2 separate regions of the Gossypium hirsutum genome follow, and region 1 is linked to region 2. Evidence: chromatin contacts called from public Hi-C data. All regions are on one chromosome and are shown on one strand. The core of a region is the stretch at or near the end of the contact, and the rest is flanking DNA. Distances in the headings are between cores, read along the strand shown.

What was found. Hi-C and Micro-C count contacts between places; a contact is called where the count stands out from the background.
Region 1: a Hi-C map of hypocotyl shows a contact between it and region 2, with 1.7 times the contacts expected there. The contact joins the promoter of LOC107951802 here to the enhancer-like site in region 2. A contact is called at or near these places in 4 of 34 Hi-C or Micro-C datasets (callus, hypocotyl, leaf and 1 more).

The regions. Positions count from the first base shown.
Region 1 is chrA02:83,598,087-83,600,786 of Gossypium_hirsutum_v2.1, forward strand. LOC107951802 (NADP-dependent malic enzyme) reads right to left here and starts at 1,327. Exons shown (of 20, transcript XM_016886948.2): 1 at 992-1,327; 2 at 505-785. The coding sequence starts at 1,021.
Region 2 is chrA02:83,539,694-83,542,393 of Gossypium_hirsutum_v2.1, forward strand. It overlaps the pseudogene LOC107952365. Among protein-coding and RNA genes, the nearest start is that of LOC107951804, 12 kb to the left of the region's middle. Within about 2 kb of position 1,303, at least 9 of the 9 cell types and tissues checked have an H3K27ac peak or open chromatin away from gene starts, as enhancers often do. A contact at or near this core is called in hypocotyl and leaf, where this site is marked.

The DNA.
Region 1 (2,700 bases), core at 77-2,576, 58 kb after region 2:
TTAGAGAAACTCCATTCATCCCAAACAACTAATACAAAGACAAAGGTGGTGACAGAAGAAGAAGAAAACAATATAAAAGCTCCCAAAGAATTGATCACTAAAACTATATATTTATTTTACTCAGACAAGGAAGATCTCTGAATTTGCACTAAAAAGTTTCGTTTCTTTTCTTTCTAATTCCTCAATTACAAAATTTCAGCAACAAAGCAAAGATCTAGCATTGAAGATAAAACACAGTCATAGATTCCACCACATAAGCACCAAAAAGAAAATCATAAATAAACACAAACTATTATAATATAAACCATACAATAAAATAAGATCCAGCACTAAAAAAGGGGCTTAGTTTAGTGGGTCCAACAAACCACACAAAAACAACGATATTAGATCTCACAAACAAGTATAAAAATGTCAAACCATCATGACATAGCAAGCAAACCTATTAAGCTCATAAGGAAGAAAATGAAAATAGCTATTATGAAAGGAAAAATAATAGAATCTTACCTAGCAACAGAGACAGACCAAGGGGTGACAAGCTGATCCTCTGTGGCGGCGTCGTCATAGTAGACTTCACGATCACCGCCGGCAACGGTGAGATTGATGTCCACGTTAGCAGCAGCAGAAGTGCCATCTTGTGTTATTTCTTTGAATGCCTTGTTCTCAATTAGAACGCTAGCGTTTGTATCGCTGTTGGGACCTAAAGCCGTCGCTTTGACCGAAGCTGGCGGCAGCTTATTCAACTTGTAAGAGAAAAGGCTTGAGGACCCAGAAATGCCGCTGTTGTTCTGTTTCAAAACAGACAGTAACAATATTAAAATGAAAAAAAAAGCAGACCTTTGAGATCTTTAATGGTATAAAAAGGACCTTGAAATACCAAAAAGAAAAAAAGGGGAGAAAGAAGGGAAATCTCTTAGTTTCGATTTAGAATTAAATTCTAGGAAATGGGTAGTCAAGAAATAGTGAGAGTAACAATGGGTTGATTTGAAATTACCAGAAAACAGCTTCTATGCAAGGAGATCATGGTGACAGAAAATGCGGAAAGACCAAGGCTTGAGCTTTGCTTGAGCAGCCTTTGGATCTCTCTCTCTCTCTCTCTCTCTCTCTCTCTCGGTCCTTGAATGAGCAAAGAAAGAAAGGAGACCCTGCTGGATATGTGTGTATATTTAGTATATAATAATATAAATATATAGCTTTTGTTGTATTGTTTATATATTAATATGTGAAAAGGGAGAGATAAAAAGAGATGGAAGGGAACAGCGAGAAAAGGAAGAAATGCCAGGAAAACGTGTCCACTTTTGTTTTTCCCTCTCTACCTCCGTTAGTCTGCAGATGACATGTGGGTAGCTCATTTTGCCCATTTATTACGAAAGTACCACCATCATCTTGCCTCACAAGTGGAATGAACCTAATAAATTGTGGACCCCACTTGCTAAGCTTTTTAAGTTGGAATAAAAGGAAAGGGTTTGTGTGTATGATCTGAGTTTGGTTTTTGCGGTTGTGTCTGTCGTGGTTGGTGGGAAATTCCATATTTGGTTTGCTGGGTTTTTTTCTTTTAAATAATACTAAAAATTTAATTAAATACAAAAATATAGTGGGAAACAAATTAATTATAAAAATAAGGTGTTTGTTATCTTGTATTTTGGTGTTGTCGGACAAACAAGCAAAATTACCCTTACTTTATGCTCAATCATGTTGTAATCATTCGTTTTTAAAAAGTAATATTTTTTTGTTGCCTGACGTAGTGACGGAATTAGTATGTATTTTTAAAATAATGTATTTTCATAGGTATATATAGTAGATAAAAAATATGAAAAAGAAAATATTTTTTATTGATTTTGTCTGACACACAGGTGACATTGTTTTGAATTTTTTTTAAAAAAATCAGTGAAGAAAAGTTGATAAAAAAAAGGAAAAGATGCATCGGGATTTGGAATAATGACATTGATTAGAATGTTTGAGTTGAGGGTTGACTTAATATTCGCTTTATTTAAGTGATGACGTCCGAAGACCCACACATTTTCATTTGCCATGTAAGGAGTGCACCATCACCTTAGAAGATGTTGCATTGCAACTCGAGCTTCCATTGGACGGTAGTTGCAGTCACAGGTTCAAGTAAAGTGATCGAACCTGCGTCGCATTGCTATCAATTGTTTGGACGATCGACGGGTGATGGTGGTGCTAAGTTTACCAGTTTGAGATTTTCCTGGTTAAAACAAAATATCAAAACCTTATCGAGTAGTGCCTCTGAGTGGGAGAAGATGTGCGTTGCTCGAGCATATATGATAGAGTTGATAGGGGGCACTCATGCCAAACACAAATAATAATAAAGTCCACCTAATGTACTTGCCTCTATTGGCTAATTTCCAAACTGCTCATTCGTATAGTTGGGGTTCAACAATATTAGCAACGTTGTACCTCAAGCTTTGTCAGGCGACAAAGCACAATACATAAGATATAGGCAGGTGTCTGATATTGCCATAGTCCTGAGCATTGTAAAAGATGTTATTTCTAGCATTATTGTGTCACCAATAATATGTTTTCTCACTTGTAAATAAGTAATTGAAATTTTTAAAAATTCGATTAAGAATTATATTTTATGAAAATGTTATCTAGCAAGTTTGCTTTCTTTTCAGATGGTGTACTTGTTTGAGGATTGGGAAGTCTGAAACCCTCGTTGTCTACAGACAAATGATTGAGGCA
Region 2 (2,700 bases), core at 53-2,552:
GGGATAAGAATATTGCTGCTGTGGAAGTGGAGGTGGAGGAGGCGGTGACTGCTGCTGTTGTTGGGGCGGTCTTGAAGAAGGGTAATGATAATTTGATTTCAAATTCATTTGATTGTAATTTTGATCATAATGTTGTTGGGGTGGGAGAGGATTTTGATTTGGTGGAGGTGGAGGAGGAAAGGATTGTGGTGGGAATGACCTATACGAGGCCATTCTTCTTCTCTTTTATTCACTTCATCACAGTATCAAAAACAGAGATAAATCAATAAGGAAGCCGCATAAAAGAACAGTAAAACATGAAACTTGAGATTTTGAATTCTGGGCTTCTTTTTTCTCCTAGTTTTCTTGAAGAAATTTATTCAAATTGGAAAACCTTCAACTCGAATTTGAAATTTCCTATTTTCCTTTCAAGAAAAAAAAACCCAAAAGGAATAAATTCGAAACTTCGAAATCCTAATTTCCAGAATTCAGCTTAAGTAGCTAAAACCCTAGCAAAATCAACCGCCAAAAATTTTTAATTTAATAAGGTCGGCAAAAAAATTAGTGGGAAGAAAGCGTTAAATGAGATAAACAGAGCAACGAATTGAACTCTGAATTCCACAAACCCTAGGAAAGAGATAGAGACTGCTCTGGAATCTAACCAGTAAATACTTGAAAGCAAAAACCAGCTCCTACTGTATTAAAGGGAGAAAAAAGAAACCCTAACCAATTGAAATCCGAACTAATATATGTTTATTATTTACAGCTCTAAGCGAAAACCAAAATGCGTGAGTGATTGACCGGAAAAAGTTGGCCGGAACCGGGAAGGGTATAATATCCTCTTTCACTTGGTTTTGGATTTATTTTTGGGGTTTATATATTCAGTATTATTTCTTTGTTTTTTCCAATGTTATTGAAATCCGGAGTAAGGATGAGAACTAGTTGAGTCGTGAACTTCAGTTGAACCGCCCGAATGAACCAATGCAAAACCAGTTAAACCGAACTTTGCAACCCAAATCCATCGAAAACATACCAAACCCTAAAAAATTTAATCAATCCAACCCAATCACCCAACCTAAAAAAAATCTGTCTTGTACCTACTAAAACACTAGAAGAAGAAAAGTACAACCCTGCTGCTTTTGCTCTGCCATGTTGACACGGGTCAAATTCTTAAGTCTTAATTAGCAGTTAAGTTAGTTAACAAAGCGACAGTGTTTAATCTTTTATGTTTAGAAACTTCAATAAAACGGAGAGTTTAAGGGGGGGTTAGACGCAGCGTTTTAGTGTTGATGAAGGGAATTGAGTAAAATGGTGCGTTTCACTCTAATATTGCACATGTCTAACGGAAGTTCAAATTGGTTGTAACGGCCTGGTGGTTATAATTGCCCAAGGGCCCAAGAAGCAGTTATGCAAAAATTTGAATGCAAAGGTTAGTCTCTCTTCCTCTCTTTCTCTCAAAATTTTTTCTCTTTTCTATATTCTGCAAACTCCAACATCACATGTTCCAACGGCTGCCTCTCTACTTCTTTTCAACTCTTCTCTCATCTCAAGTTTCAACCTTAATTGTTGTTGATCATTATCTCTAACCATTGCAGACTACTGTTTCTTGCTTTGAAGATTATATTGGAGAGTCAATGATAAGATTTTCATTATCTTTTTTTTTTCCTTCCTCTTTATTTCCAAGAAAATTAAGCATATATGTCAATTTAAAAAAAAATTAAGGTTTGATATGTTTTATTTGGAAATTACAGAAATAAGTTGATTTTTGAAAGAGAAGGCAAAAACAAATTATGTAGAATGCGCTTTCAAGTGACGTGGAGAAAAGAGGTGAAAATGTACTGGTTTAAAAAATCACATGGCACATTTTTGCCACATGGCATTGTATCGTACCAAAGTCGGATTTCTAAAAAAATTTATATAAACAGTTAGATAATCACCATCATTGAGTTTCTAACCTTGGGATCAATGGCAAGTTGACGAATGGTAACACTTTTTTCTCCAATGTTAACATTTTTGTTCCTATATATACCTTGTCTATTTTCAAAAAAAAATTATTCAATCTTATTTATCTATTCTCTCAATTCTCTCAATCTTATACATCTACTCTCGCAATTTTCTCAACTCTTTTATTCTTAATGTTTTTCATTCAAATTTTCTCAAATTCTTCTTTTCTAAATTTTTTATTTTGTAATTTCTTTGATTTTATTTCAGTTCCATAATTTTAAAAATATCAATGTCTCTAATTCAAGTTGGGTACAAAGTGTTACATGAGACTTGGAAATCAAGTCTCAATACTCAGGCTACCATATCTTAAGACTTTCATCTAGTCCCAAGACATAAATCTAGAACTATAGGAAAATAGTATTCCGAGTCATGCAATCATGTCTCTATATGCCTTCTAGCAAGATATATGTCAAACCAAAAGTATGAAAACATGTTTAACACATGGAAACAAGTCCATAACATAAAAATTCCTTATCATAATTGTTTTCAATTAAAATTTGACTAGATTAGTAGATTATATGCATAAAACCAATACGCAAGTTCATTAAAAACTGTGAGATCCTACATTTGACCCAATCATCGAGTCCTAATGGGAGACCTATAATGGTTGCTAGAGTAATTTAATCTAGCTTATACTTTAAATTCAATAAGAAAGTCAAACATAAATCTGTTAGAATTTTAAATAATATCTAATATAAAATTAGAACTGTAAACTAA